Regions from separate parts of the Mus musculus genome. Here region 2 is linked to region 1. A link is a contact called in public ChIA-PET data. All regions are on one chromosome and are shown on one strand. Each heading gives the region's core, a stretch centred on a gene start, on an enhancer-like site or on the middle of the called end of the contact. The rest is flanking DNA. Distances are from core to core; before and after follow the strand shown.

Region 1 (7,541 bases), core at 2,655-5,154:
GAGACATATAACTATATATTTATGATAGTGGTTAATGAAACCAGGCAACCATGGGACAGAAGAGATATCTCACTGCTTCAGCGGGAATCCAGGACAAATGAACAGAGTTTAGGGCTTGATTAGTCTCCTAGACTTTTAGCTTAGGAAACCATTTTTTTTTTCCTTAAATATTCTATCCTGAAGCAAGTTTTATAAATAAATCCCAAAGACTTAATATAATTCACACTTAACATCTTCTTTCTTCAAATAAACACAAAATAAAATAGTGAGGCAAAGAGATGAAACAATTGCAAAGTAAGGTGGGAATTCTGATGCTAGCTAGCTAACATATGAATTATACTAGTCTAAGCCTGGCAGCACGGTGCATACGAAGTTAATTCTAGCACTTGGGAGGCGAGGGTGTGTTGATCTCTTATGAGTCCAAGACTAGCCTGGTCTCCATAGTGAAGTCTTATCTCAAAATAAATAAGTAAATAAACAAGCAAACAAACAAACAAATAAAAATTTCATTGTTAATTTGGGCATTGCTTTTCAAGTATGGCCAGGTAACAAATTGTTAGTCCCTGTAAAGAAAAAAACATAAACCAACCAGCCAACCAAAAGCCAACAAAGGACAACCTTTCCAAAATCCATGAGGCAAGGTGACTTTTCATTTTTATTTATTTAGTTATGACTGTGACGACTACCCCAATTTCCTAGGAAGTTTTCTCTTGATACTGCTGCTGTTGTACCAAGGTATAAGGGCTCCAAGTCTCACAAGACATAAGGACCACAATTTTTGACTGCAAACCATGATGCTGGGTAATGTTTGAATGAAAACATTTGATATGGATGGTCAGATGAAAGATACCAAAATGTCAGACAGCCCATCGACTGCTGTTGCCATGAGATTCAACAGTCAACATCAGTCTGATAAGCTATCCGACAAGGTGGTACAGCCATGCGATGTCACGACCACGACAGGGGGCAAGCACGAGGTGCTCAGGCAGGGTTTAAAGCAAAGCAAACATCTCTGGTTTGCTGGGGCTTAATGCCAATTCTAGGAAAGAAAGCTGTTTATTTTCCTACCAGGCAAAACAAAATGAACAGGGTCAATCAAAAAAATGTCAAAGGAAAATCACATTGAAATAAAACACAGAAATCACACAGAGAAGTAAGCTTCCACCTGTTAAAGCCGGAGTACAAACAGCTAAAACTAACATGAACATGAAAAAGCCTTTCTTGCTAGTGTCCTCTGATTTATACATCACCACTTCTTGTTTTTATAAAGTAAGAGATTCCCACTCTAGGTGAACCTCATAGTCCCGCTTAGATCTCCAGCCCAACAACAAAACACCTTGGAGGTAGCTCTCTCAGGCAATACATAAAAGCCTGGGCAATTCTGGTTTAAGTCTAATTGGCAAGGCTGCCACTCGCTTTGTAGAAGTGAAAAAGAAACAAAAAACCATAGCACTAAAGAAAACGGACACAATTTCGGAATGATCAAAGATGTCTTTATAAAGTTTTTCACGACTTCATTCTAAATATACAGAATAAAAAATGGCGTACTCATTTGTGAGACACCAACCAGATTTTCCTTATACTGTTTCAAAATTTAAAGATCAATTTCCCCAGAGGGTGTGCAATGCGTCATAAAATGGCCTTTTTGAGGGTGGGAAAGGAAGGCATATTAAATTGTTCCATGATAGACATGCAAGATTGCTATCCAATATATATAACTTATATACATTTGGTGACTTAGAAAAAAACAATCATTTGTGACAAGCCTAAAAAGCCTGACATATTTAACATACTTCAGAAGGTTCTGTGTGGCCCTGTGAAGGTATCAGAAGGCCAGTTTTTGTTAAGTTTGCAGCAGAACATCACATCCACCCTAAAGAATACGACGTGGATTGAACTGAGGGTGTAGACACCTTACCTTAACAAATAAAGTATGTCAGTGTAACATATGGACTAAACTGCTTTCAGGAAGAATGTTTTAAAAATCAACACAGGTTGGAAACGGGGACCTTCCTTCCTGGTTAGAGCCCTCCCAGTGTAAGGCAGGACTCCACCATGTTAACTTCTGCAGATAAAAACTCTCTGCTTATTTAGTTTTCTCCTCTGAGTTCAAGCGCTGCTGGATTCGTTTGGCATAGTTTTGTGCCATGGAGTTAATAATAGACAGGACAAAGTAACACACCATTGCAACCACCAGCTTCTCAAACATCCAGGATAACCAGTTTTCTCCCTGTAGGAAAGAAAGCAGAACAATTCAAGAAAAAGGGTTTCCTCGGTTCAACACTAAGGAGATTATTTGCAACACTTCAAGGGAAACAATGAGAACTTGAGGCTTGCCTATTATACCCAAACAACTAAAAACCGGTCTCTAGGTAGGCTGAAATCCACATTCAGGCCAAGCTTTTCCACACTAGGTTGTCAGTTCAAGCTGTGGGATGGATAGCTGATGCTAACCTGTATGGCTTAGGGAGGGATGGGAGGGTGGGCTGTCCTTTTACACTGTGACAGAGTGGTCTGGTTAGAGTCTATACTTTCTCTACAGCCTTGCAGACCTTGCTTGGAAGGGGAAGAGGACCTAAACTCTGAGAGCTGCTTTTAGAACATAAATGTGAGCCCTCTTTGGCCACAGCGGCAAAGAGCTATTTGAAGTCTAAAGCCAAGGGAAAGCGGCTGCTCTCCCCCAGGCTCCCTGTTCAGGGTGCTGCCTACACATCTGCTGGTTCTTTCCTCTGCCTCAGGAACTGAAGGCAAAACGGCCAGGCAGTTTATTCAAGTTAAAAGTTCAGCTGTGGTAAAAGCCTTGCTTTATTTAAAAGAAAAAAGAAAGAAAGAAAGAAAGAAAGAAAGAAAGAAAGAAAGAAAGAAAGAAAGAAAGAAAGAGAGGAAGGAAGGAAGAAAGGAAAAGAAGAAAAGAAAAGAAAAGAAAAGAAAAGAAAAGAAAAAAGAAAGAAAGAAAGAAAAGAAAAGCAAGCAAGCAGTTGCTTTCCTACAGCAGAAATGAAAGGGGATAACCATTTTACCTACTGCTTGGTGATGGTGCACGTGTTAACTTTTTAACCTAGCCTGGAAATGTATGTAATAACTCATGTAAGATCAAGACAGCATCACACACAACAGAATCCTGTCTTCCATTACCCCATCCTTGTTTCTGAAAAGCCACTAGACATAGACCAATAAACTCCCTCAGCCACCCCATCTAAAACCCGGAGAGCTCCGGATCTAGTTTGAGCCTGCTGATGCCTGCCGAGGGGGGAGAAGCAGGAGGGATCCTCACCTGCGGTGTGCCCGCTTCACTTCTGTGATGAAGCTTCTGCCGCTGCGCCTCCAGGTACTCTTGAAAAGGCTTCTGCAGAGACGGACCTATGCCGGGGACAGCACTGGAGGCAGGTACCAAAGGAAAGACACATTTGGGAAGAAAAGCAAGAGAAATGTTAAAGGAAATCTACTTACCCTTCAGATTAAAAAAAAAAAAAAAAAAAGAAAAGAAGGGCGGCAAGGACTTCATAAAAAGGACAAAATTCAACAATCAGGGTCACAGCAATCCTGTGAAGCTTGGATAGTGATAAAATTCCTCCTGAACTCCTTAGAGGTCTCGCCAGCAGTAATGCATTTGGGAGAAAGTAGGAGAGAGCTCAGAGCCACTGCTATGTCAGGAGGGCGAGGCTAGTGCAGCTGAGACTGCACACTGCTGTGGCACAAAGAATAAAATGAATGACTTCTGAGAAGTCCCACATTTATCACCACTAGTTCCTGTAAGAACTGGTTTAAACCGATTAATAAGGAAATGACTTATGCTTGTGTCATCTCTAGTTAAAAAAGAAACTGCCCTCCCTCTCTCTGACTGTCCCGTCTTCTCAGGGGGATGGGGTGGGTGGGAGGTGCTTTCTCAATCTAAGTCCTTATTAGGACAACCCCTGCGTCATCCTTATCCAAAAAGAATGCATTAGCACATTGGGGAGGCACCTCCCCCCAGCCAGAAGTCAGTGATTAACAAAGGAACAGAGAGGAACTGCGGACCCTGAATCATTTCATGGCTTATGATGGATGTTTGCCCAGAAACTCCTGTACATTACTAAACAGCTTGTTCCAAGATGTCTGGATAGCTATCTCTGATAAGGCTCTGGACCAACCAAGGTCCCCAGAGTTCGTAGAGCTAGGGCTGTAAAACCGGTCTGGCAACTGAAGCTACCAGGCTCCGGTCCCCCGCCACCCCTCCTTTTCTTTTGATAGCTAACAGGTTGTGTTAAACGGTACTGTGGGGCAACTTTGAAAAGTAAACACCCTTACTTCCTGTACCCTTTATTTTCTCATCTGTCTTATTTGCTACAAGGCAAATAAGCCCGTACTTTTCCTAGGGCCAGAAAAAGTATAGCAGGCACATGTGCGCAGTGCCCAGTGCTACCCCGAAAGCGTACTGACACCAGTGAACGATTTCCTCACCCCCCCCCAAGCAGAATAATAAGAGAAGACTCTTTTTTGCTACTATATTTGCCAGCCAGCAACAACTTCCCAACTGCTAGCCATTCTTTTTCTTTTGTACTATTATTACCTATCAGTCTTTTACCTAGTAATATCTTTAACGTTTAATGGAGTCCCTACTTTGTGTCCACACTATAAAATAGAAAAGCAAAATGCAGCTGGGCATATTAGCACACTCAAGTAGTCCCAGCTCTCATGAGACAGGCAGGTGAGTCTCTGTGAGTTAAGAGGTCTTTTGTAGGGACAGTTAGGACAGCCAGAGCTACACGGAGACCTTGCCACAAAACCAAACAGGAGAAAGTACAATCCTAGAGACTCAATGTAGAAAATAAACGCTAAGAGAACTGGGAGGGGAAGGAGAGATGACTGAGGGATGGTGATTATAGCCTAAACAGACAAGCTTTGAGGGCGAGGCAATGCAGTCCGACTGCCGACTGCCAACCGCAGACCTACAATGGCAAACAGTGAGGCAGTGCAGTCCCAGGTGGGACTCGCTCTCAGTAGGTGGACATCTCCTTAGGAGCTTAAGCAACTCTTCCTTATAGTACAGGCAGGAAGGCAATTAGTCTCTCCATTTACACTAGGAATATATTCTCTAGATAACAAAACAATTCCAGCAAAGTGTGTGGACAGATACACTGCCTTTGACTGCACCACTGTACCCAGAGGACAACGTCTGGTTCTTCCCTCCTACATGTGGGTCCTGGGAACCTAACTCAGCTTGTTAAGCATCCTTACCTGCAGAGCCACCTCACAGGTCCCCACAAAGTATTCTTACACCAGAGATTTTGAATGAAAAAAAAAAAATTAAAGCTACTACAACAAGTGCTTTTAACCACTGTGTCAGCTTTCTTTTTTTTTTTTAAAGATTTATTTATTATTACACATAAGTACACTGTAGCTGTCTTCACACATACCAGAGGAGGTGTCAGATCTCATTATGGATGGTTGTGAACCACCATGTGGTTGCTGGGATTTGAACTCAGGACCTTCAGAAGAGCAGTCAGTGCTCTTAACCACTGAGCCATCTCTCCAGCCCCTGACAGGGGCTCAAATAGCTCAGCTGGGCTAGAACTTGTTGTACAATCCACACTTGCCAAGACTCCTGATCTCCTGCCTCTACCGTCACAGTGCTGGGACTGCAGGTCTATACCACCATATCCAGTTTGTCCATAGCCTCACACTGCTAGAAAGCACCCTGCCATCCTCAACACACACTCGAATAGCTCAAAAACTCATCCCTTAAGTTATGTTTGAGAAGTAGACCAGAAATACAAATCTCTTCTGGCACACCAAGAACAGTATATTTGCTGCTGTGTGGGTGCATGTGTGCATGTATACATACATTATTACAGTTCAGTGTTGGTTGCAGGTGTTATTCTGAAAGCAATAAATTCAGAGCCACTGTGTGTCCACAGCTAAGAACTCGCCCCTTCTTTTTTTTTTTTTTTTTGAGACAGGGTTTCTCTGTGTAGTCCTGGCTGTCTTGTAGACCAGGCTGGCCTTGCACTCAGAAATCTGCCTGCCTCTGCCTCCCGAGTGCTGGGATTAAAGGTGTGTGCCACCACTGCCCAGCAAGAACTCTCTTATCTAACCCTCAATGGTGGGAGAAGCTCAGAGAACTAGCTTTGTGATATAGAAGAACACAATGCTGTGGAAGAACAAATATAGATAGAGCTATGATTTAGTATTAAACTCTTTTTTCGTTTTATTATTATTATTATTATTTTTAGTATTGAACTCTTTTGTAGCACCCTTATTAGACTAAAATGTACTTAAGCCAGCTTTATAAATAGCTACTTGGTTTCAATAAGAAAGCATTAAAAGAGGGAAGGTTTCTGATTTACCTTCTTCTTGTTGTCCTTTAAAACAATAGGGAGAAAAATATTCTATGGACAAATTAGTAGGCAGAGGCAGGGGGATCTGGCTGAGTTTGAGGCCAGCCTGGACTACAGAGTTCCAGTACAACCAGGGCTACACAGAGAAACCGCGTTTTGAAAAACAATCAAGCTGGGCAGTGAGTGGTGGCACATGCCTTTAATTCCAGCACTTGGGAGACAGAGGCAGGCGGATTTCTGAGTCCGAGGCCAGCCTGGTCTCCAGAGTGAGTTCCAGGACAACCAGGGCTATGCAGAGAAACCTTGTTTCAAAAAACCAAAACCAAAACAAACAAAAAAAACACCCCCCCCCAAAAAAAACAATAAAAAATTAAGCCCAAAGCAAACAAAAAAATTTTGTAGGTGGTAGGTTTGCTTTCTGTTACTGACATTTTTGGGGGGGGGGGGGTAGGAGGGAGGGTCACAAAACAACAAAAATCAATCCTAAACTCTTAAAAGAAAAACCTCAAAAGTTCAGAACTCAAAACTGATTTCATGTGTTTCCCATGGTTTTGTACCTAAGTATATGTTAGCACAAACAGAAGACAGACTTCCTGACAAACAGTAATTACTTTTAAAAAAAAAGAAAAGAAAAAAAAGACAAAAAGAGAACGAGAACTGCAGCAGCACATAGTGACTCACACCTGAGATGAGTGAGGCAGGAGAGTGTGTAAGCCAGGTCAAGCCAACGTGCGCAGTGTGAGAAGGGGCCGAGCTCAAACAGAGCACACAGACAACACTAAGCAACCAACCAAACCAACAAACAGATAAATACACTCAAAATAACACTTGAGAGAAATAAGAGTCCTGACCACTTTGTAAGTAAAATCTTTATTTATTTATTTTTTTTGGTTTTTTGAGACAGGGTTTCCCTGTATAGCCCTGGCTGTCCTGGAACTCACTCTATGGACCAGGCTGGCCTTGCACTCAGAAATCCACCTGCCTGCCTCTGCCTCCCGAGTGCTGGGATTAAAGGCGTGCGCCACCACCGCCCGGCCAAATCTTTATTTTTAAAATAGTTTTAGAAACGTTTAACTCTATTTGTCTAAATCATATATCTAGCAAGAATATGCATTCTGAACTCTCCTCATCTTTACTCATAAAGGCTTGCGTCATTTTGTTCTCAGATCTCCCGAGGAAGCTGCAGAGCTGGGGGAGTCTGTTGAAGAGTGGGTGGGGTAAGTA
Region 2 (7,541 bases), core at 2,342-4,841, 220 kb after region 1:
CAGTGATAGACCTTATCTCAAAAACAAAAGCAAACGATAAATCACATACATGGCACTCGGAGGATAACACTCGAAGTCATCCTCTGGCCTCAACACATACGTGTATATACACCATCACAGAAAGACACACAGAAGGGCTGGAGTGTGTGTTTTTAGTACTTTAAATGTATACTAGTAAATTTTTATACCTTGGAGCTGCAATCATCAAAACGAACTTGGTATCCTACTTTAGATCCCAAAGTGCATTTCATTTCCTCAGCAACCCTCTGAGCAACTGATATGGCGGCTACTTTTCGTGGCTGAGTCACACCAATCATACCATGTTGTGAAAACCCTATTAAAACCAGAAATATAAACACAAAGCAGAGTTAGCAATTCTTTCTTCCGACTGAACTAAAATTAAAAACTGTTCCTGGTCAATCGATGCAAATGGTATGTTTTCAAAAGAAAACCCTACAAGATCAGCAACATACTGCAGTACATTTGCATAAACATTCTTACTATTAATTTAAAACAGGAATGCACATTCACAGACGAAACAGCTCAGAGGTAAAGATGCTTCCCTGATACCTGAGTTCCACTCCAGACCCTACACTGGCAGGAGAGAACTGACTCCCTAAAGTTATCCTCTGACCTCTACATGCACACTGTGTCCCACATGTGCCTAAACACATATAGAGATAGCATATGAAAGGAAGTTTTAAAACATAAACCAGAGCCAATTTAAATATACATGTTAATTAGGTTTGAGGTTTTTATTTTTTTAAAGCATTTAAACAATAAGTCAAGGATTCTATAAGTTTGGTTGGTCTGTTTTACAAGATCTCATTAGTCTACCATACTGGCTTCAGACTCCTGGACCCTACATATCTTCTGCCTCACAAGTAGCTAGTACTATGGCATAAGTACGGTAAAACCAAAATACAAAAAAACTCCACACACTTCCTAAACTTTTCTTTGCCACAGAATAAAACTGGATTTAAAAATACCACTTTTGCATAAATTTTTGTAAACATTGTAACCATTTTAACATCCCCGAAAATGGAGATGTATTGTACCGTTGGTAGCACTTGCTTTCTTACTGGCATGTAAAATGACAGCACGCCTTAGCAGGCGATGTTGAATTAGGACAGATGCATCCGATTAGGTTACTGTGAGGGCAGGCGTGATGGAGGCTAGCTCAAACAGCATACGTAGGCCATTCTCAAAAAAAAAAAAAAAAAAAAAAATTCCCAGCAATGGTAACATACACCTTTAATCACAGAACTCAGGAGTCACGGGCAAGTGGCTCTCTTAGTTCCAAGACAGCCAGGGCTACACAGAGAAACCTTGTCTTGGAAAAAAAGAAAAAGACTTAAAAATTCAAAGGATATGTTTTTATTTATGTATAGTGTATATATATCTCTGTCTTTGAATGTGCACATTCAGGTCCCTAGGAGTCCAGAGGAGGGTATCGGAATCCCCCAAACTAGAGTTATAGGTGGTTGTGAACCGCCAATATAGGTGCTGGGAACAAAAATCTGGTCTTCTGAAGCAGCAGCAAGAGTTTACATCTGCTGAGCCATCTCTCTAGTACCCCCCAAATTAACTTTTATTTTAATATGAGTAATATATAATTTTCTCTTTTCCAAAATTATGAAAGAGAATGTTGCCACACTGATGAGACACTTTATTGGTAATTTGTTTGCTCAATTCTGGTAGAATCTGAGAATATTTGTCTGATAACGGTCTAGAGGAAGAATAAATTGTCAGCAACAGCAAAGTAGTGGTGGCACACACCTTTAATCCCAGCACTCAAGAGGCAGAGGCAGGTGCATCTCTGAGTTCCAGGCCAGCCTGGTCTACAGAGTGAGTTCTAGGGCTACACTGAGAAACCCTGTCTCAAAAAAAAAAAAAAAAAAAAAACCAACACCCCCCCAACAAAAATATGTCCCCAACAGAGGTCAACTATCCTTTCCAATTCACAATTGTTTCAGTTCTCACTGGCTAATGAGATAACCTTATCCTAAAAGAGAAAATTAACATCCTTTTATTTTTCCTTCTTATCATATAACCATAGCTGGCCTGGAACTTAATATGTAAACCATGCTAGCCTTACAACTCAGAGATGCTCCTGACTCTGCCTACCAAGTGCTGGGATTAAAAGTGTGCACCACCACAATCAGCCTTCTTCTTCTTCTTCTATTATTATTATTATTATCATTGTAGTTTAATATGTCACCCCAACAATTCCGGAGCCTGAAATAAATCCAGAAAGCCAAGGAGACATAGGGAGGCTAAGGATCTGACAAAGCAACGCAGCAATGGGCATTTGCACACTACAGTACTTTCATTAAAATTTAAAGAATTTCTCTCTTTAGTGCTTCCAGCTTTATCCAAGAATAAAATTACCTGCTTCATAAAGGTATTTAGGGAGTTGAGTTGTTTTACCACTTCCTGTATTTCCAGTAACGATGAGGAACGAGTTGTCCCTCACAGCTTGAATGAGCTTTTTTCTTTGTTTCTGAATAGGAAACGTTGGAGTTGTTCCTCCCTCCTGTGATGTGCATCCTTTCTCTTCTGTAACAACACAAAAACAATTGTGCAATGAAAACACCTGAGAAGAGCTCTCTGACAATGGCTCAGACCTGAAAGAAGAATGCACAGGAATCGCACAACGGGAAAGATCAATCTATGACTTTTCAGTTACGTCAACCATGTACAAATCACACGTGAAAGTTTATAAACTCAGAATAACTTTTTTTGGTAAAATCAAACAACTTCAACATTGTTGATGTGTAACTCGCCGTACTTGACAAAGTCAGTCAAGCACAAGACAACGTGTATGTATGCATACCTACCTGGAAAAACTAAACTCAATTTTATTAAACAATAGATCAACAACCTGAGCACAGCAGAACAACTCTGAGAAGAAGAAGAAGCCACCTGTATTTGCTTCTGATTCACAGTTCAAGTTAGGTCCCTGTTCAGAGTGACTGATATCCCAGAAGGCCAAGTGGTGGGTAACCATGGAAACTGGCTCCTGGAAACGGGCTCCCTTCATACCGTACCCAAAGGCAGGCTGGCGGCCCGACGAAGGGGAGGGGGATGAACGGGTAGAGAACAAAGGCTTTATGAGGCTGTAGAACAGCAGAAGGCATTTGGGCGTTCGGGTCCACTTTCTTGCCCCCCAGAGAGGTTCTCACCCAACTTGGGTTTGGGACCGCCCCCTTCTAAGCCAAAGTGCTCACTGGACGCAAAGTTCGTCGTCTGGCTTAAAAGACCAAAAGAACGTCTAAGCTCCCTTCCCACCTCCTCTGCCGCCCACAGATGTACTTTTCGCCCCGCAAATAACTCCCTCCGGGTGCCACAGCGTCCCGCGGACCGTACCTCTGTCAGCGATGCGAACAGCTGACGGCCGCTCTTCCTGGAGCTCTATTGGCCGCTCGCCTTCCTCCTGCCGCCTTGGCGCCCTGCCCGCGACGGCGGGAAACCGGGACATAGACCCGGTCCGGAGAAGAAGCGAACACGTCCACGGAGCCGAGGAGATGGGAGGGGAAAGGCGAGGACGCGCCCTGATGACGTAGGGGTGTTTACTTCCGCGCGTGCGACTGGCTGAGAGGGGTGGGGGAGCGGCTCGATGACGTGGCGGCCTCTGCTTGGACGCGCACGGGCCCGCGCTCCTGGGGGCCCCGAGGCACCACCCCCAAGGAGTCCCGCCCATCGCCACGTGCCTCCGCCACCCGCGAAGTCACACCTGAACACCTGAGGGCCAGGTCACAGTTTGTCCAGTGTGGCCCTTAGTCACCACAGCATCCCCACAAGTCTTGCCTATCTCCAGATACCAGTTGAATGACCCTTTCCCAGGAGCCGAAGCCATCCTACAGTGTGACCTTGGGCAACTCACTTCCCTATCGTCCTATCAAGACACATAGTGCGGTCCAACTTGTAGTTCTGTAGTTTTCAAAACTTAGATTCCCATGCTGTTTCACTTCCTTCATGGAACCCTTCATTTACATTTATTTGCATATTTTCCATACCCTCCAAGAAGCTGGGAAGACACACATGATCCAGACTTCCGGAACACTATATATTGTACACCCAGCAGGGAGCAGTGATTTGAGGTGGACAATAGGGTTTGTTGAGGATAGATGAATGAATAACATCTGGGTTGTTGGTTGATTTTTTTTGTTTTTTTCGAGACAGGGTTAACATCTGTTTTAAAATAAGTTGACTTTTAGTGGAAGTACGTTCCTTAGAAAACACAACTGCTGAAAATTCTACAGATACACATTATCTGAGGTGGTGTGGTTTACTTATTTTTAAAGGTATGTTGGGGACTTGGTGTACAGTTCAGTGGTAGAATACTTATCTACGATATGAGAGACCCTGGGATTCAATACCCAGTACTTTATCAAAGCTGAGTGTGGTCCTAACACTTGCGAGGCAGAGGCAAAAGAGTTGCTGTGAGTTCCGGGTTACCACCAGGATAATTCTGAGAATGAGACTCTGTCTCAGAAGAGGAGGTGAATAAAGGGGAGAGGGAGAAAGAAGGGAGAGGAAAAGAGAAGGAAGGAGGGAGGGGGGGAAGAGGGGAAAAGGGAGGGAGGGAAGGAGGGGGGTTCTTGGACTAGTCCTTCAGTGATAATGCCAGCTGATTTTCTGAGTTGAGTTAATTATGAAAAAATGTGAAGAAACCTGCTTCTTACACTTAAATCACTATGTAGCCCAGGATACCCTAGAACTCATGATCTTCCAGCCTCAGCTACCCAAGTGCTAAATTACAGATATATGTGACCTTGTCCATTTGCTTCTTGCACTTTTCAGTAGTTCCTGCTGTTAAAATTAATCATGGTTTATAGGAAGGCAACATAAAACTACCATTCACTTATCAACCCAAGACCAAACTAGAAAAGATGTAAGATGTTACAAGAATCCAAGACTTTGCTTTAAAACGTACATGTATCAACTCCTTTTCAACGTAACTGATCAACAACTCCTTTAATGCAAGTTTATCAGAATTTGAATGATAGCAAGTCAGGTGTAACTTTCTAACGGCTGAGGCAATAGCCCTAGTGACAGGAGAACATTTTAGATTTCTCCAAAACATTAAAACCATCTCTGAACCTTTCGATTTCTATTAGTAATTCAAACTATTATGTCAGAAGAGATCAAAATATACAATTGTAGTCAGACCATGAAGATATTGGTGACCTCTGTAACTGAGCAACAGACCAGCTATTTCACAAAGTCACTTTCTAAGAAAATAAGCAGAATCATTTCAAATCAGGAATTGTGACCATTTACTAAGCAATTTGTATTTAAATGATTAAGTATTTGATATATACAGTTTTGGACAAAGTCTCACTATATATCACTATATAGCCCTAGATGGCCTGAAACTCATTAAGTAGATCAGGTTAGCTTTGAGCTCCCAGAAGTTTGCCTGTCCAGGGATATGGGATTAAAGGTTAATATTCTCTGGTTTTCACGTGTGAGAAAGAAATTTCTGAAACTTCCTCTTGGTGATGAAAAAGAGAGAGATAAGAAACCTCACAATCATACTAACCTAATACTGGAATGAGAAGTGGAATTATTTAAATGAGGAGTGTCTTTCAGTGGTTGTAACTCTTAGAGTTGACTCCATTTGTTGATAACCACCTAGCAAAATATCCAGAATAAAACTGGAAGCCACGAATTAAAGAAAACAAAGTCAAGGAGCCTAGATGGTAGCACCATCCAACCAAGGTTTTCCCAACCTTGGCCATGTAGACTATTTTACTATTAATGACATAGGGATATTCCTAGTATTTCTAGACCAATGATCTTACAAATTACAATAACAAATAGAATACAAACACGGAGTAAAAGTGGAAAATGTGTGGGCTGAATTTTGGAAGAATGGTAAGCATCCCCAACATTGAATCTATGTCTCGTTACCTCTGAGTCAGGAGAAAGAGTACAAGTGATAAGCAAAGGTTAAGAAGTGTGGATTGCACCTTGCTGCTGTTGCTTCAATGAGCAGTCTTCCAAATGTTCTTGGTTCCATGCAATCTATTTCCGAGCATCAAGGGCTCAACTGTAAAGACTTTCAAAATGATGAAATAATGTGATTACATCGCCATTGAAAAAGAAAGCAAAATATGGTGGGTGGGTAAGGGGGACTTTTGGTATAGCATTGGAAATGTAAATGAGCTAAATACCTAATAAAAAAAAAAAAAAAAAGAAAGCAAAATATAGGGCCCCTGAAGTGATGGTTAAAGGGCCCTTCAATTATTACCCACTGGATTGCATTGTGCAGCATGTGTTACCCACCACCCCACCCATATACACACTGTACACACTCACATACACAATAATAAAATATTGTGAAGTAAAACCAATACATGAAGCAAAAATATCATATGTTGTTTACATAATAACAAGCAGAGTCCCAAACACTAGACACATAATAATGTCAGAGACCCAAGAACAGAACATGATGGCTTATGGCTCATAGAAAGACTGAACAGTACTATCACTAATCTGATTAAATAAGAATTGTTTTGGTCACATAAAGAAAAGCAGACAGAATCCGTACTGTACGGAGAAGGGGAGGTATCACAACACAAACTGAGAATGTATTTGATGGGCTTGTCAGTCACTGGTTCAAATGGATGAAGGCAAGTGAAAGGAAGATTGAGAACAGATGGTAAAGACACCCTGACTCAGGGGATGTGATGGAAAAGGCTGGGACAGGCCATAGTGGTGCACACCTTTGATCTCATCTCTTGGATGCAGAGGGAGGAGGATCACTGTGAGTTTGGGGCCAGCCTGGTCTACACTTGAAGTTCCAAGCCCATGGGGCTACATAGTGAGACCCTGACTCAAAAAGCAAAACTTGTCAATGAAATTATTTGGTGCATAACTGAACATGTTTAGGATCATTGTGTAATACAGGCATTGAAGTGGTCACAATTCAAGGCTCATTAAGATTAGTATTATACATTTACATTTGGGTCAAATTTCAATCCTTAAATATCAGTCTGGTCCTCTGTGTTTTCCTTTTCCTTTTAGATTTGCCTGGTACAGTGAAGCCTTCCTTCCCAACTCTCACCAAGGCAAAAGCAAAGATCCAAGATACTCCTGAGCAAAGGGCCAAACTAGAGCCTCCTGTGCTAGCTTACTTCTCTTTGATAGAAGCAGCCAGGTCTTGGGAGAAAGCAGAGAGAAGGGAGATGTAATGAAGCAAGGATTGGGAGAAAGGACAAAGTGGGCTAGCACAGGAATGTTCAATGTTGTTGGAAAAGATCCAGTGGAAAGGATTCAAGAAAATAAGGTGTCCTCAGATGTATTCTTCTCATTTAAAAGTAATCAAGGGGTCAGTAAGGTGGCTCGCTTGCATGTGGTGATTGTGTAGAGAATACATAGTATCTAGAAGACACTCTGAGGAACACAATAGAGCTACAGGGTGAGTCAGGGTGGGGAAGCTTTTTGTAGCTAGCAACAAATGAACTAAGCCTTGAGAGTCTAGAAGGTTCCAATGAATTCTAGGGAAAGCTTCAAGACAGAGCAAAATACAA

The links. ChIA-PET counts read pairs in DNA pulled down with a chosen protein or histone mark.
Region 2: a contact with region 1 is called in an RNA polymerase II ChIA-PET map of effector CD8 T cells, with 49 read pairs. The contact joins the promoter of Dhx40 here to the enhancer-like site in region 1. A contact is called at or near these places in 6 of 484 Hi-C or Micro-C datasets (CD4 T cells, CD8 T cells, Th1 cells and 1 more), 8 of 115 datasets of contacts at active chromatin or transcription factors (the 230-238 cell line, T-cell acute lymphoblastic leukemia, acute myeloid leukemia and 5 more) and 2 of 9 other capture datasets (adipose tissue and liver).

Annotation. Positions count from the first base shown.
Region 1 is chr11:86,583,222-86,590,762 of GRCm38.p6, forward strand. Vmp1 (vacuole membrane protein 1) reads right to left here. Exons shown (of 12, transcript NM_029478.6): 11 at 3,275-3,377; 12 at 637-2,230. The coding sequence ends at 2,087. It overlaps Mir21a (microRNA 21a), which reads right to left and starts at 937; the gene lies at 846-937. Gm46289 (a long non-coding RNA gene) reads left to right here and starts at 7,351. Exons shown (of 2, transcript XR_001780284.2): 1 at 7,351-7,534. RefSeq lists an enhancer at 2,975-4,608. Within about 2 kb of position 3,905, at least 277 of the 459 cell types and tissues checked have an H3K27ac peak or open chromatin away from gene starts, as enhancers often do. A contact at or near this core is called in the 230-238 cell line, CD8 T cells, T-cell acute lymphoblastic leukemia and 7 more, where this site is marked.
Region 2 is chr11:86,804,069-86,811,609 of GRCm38.p6, forward strand. Dhx40 (DEAH (Asp-Glu-Ala-His) box polypeptide 40) reads right to left here and starts at 3,592. Exons shown (of 18, transcript NM_026191.2): 1 at 3,370-3,592; 2 at 2,392-2,559; 3 at 189-334. The coding sequence starts at 3,481.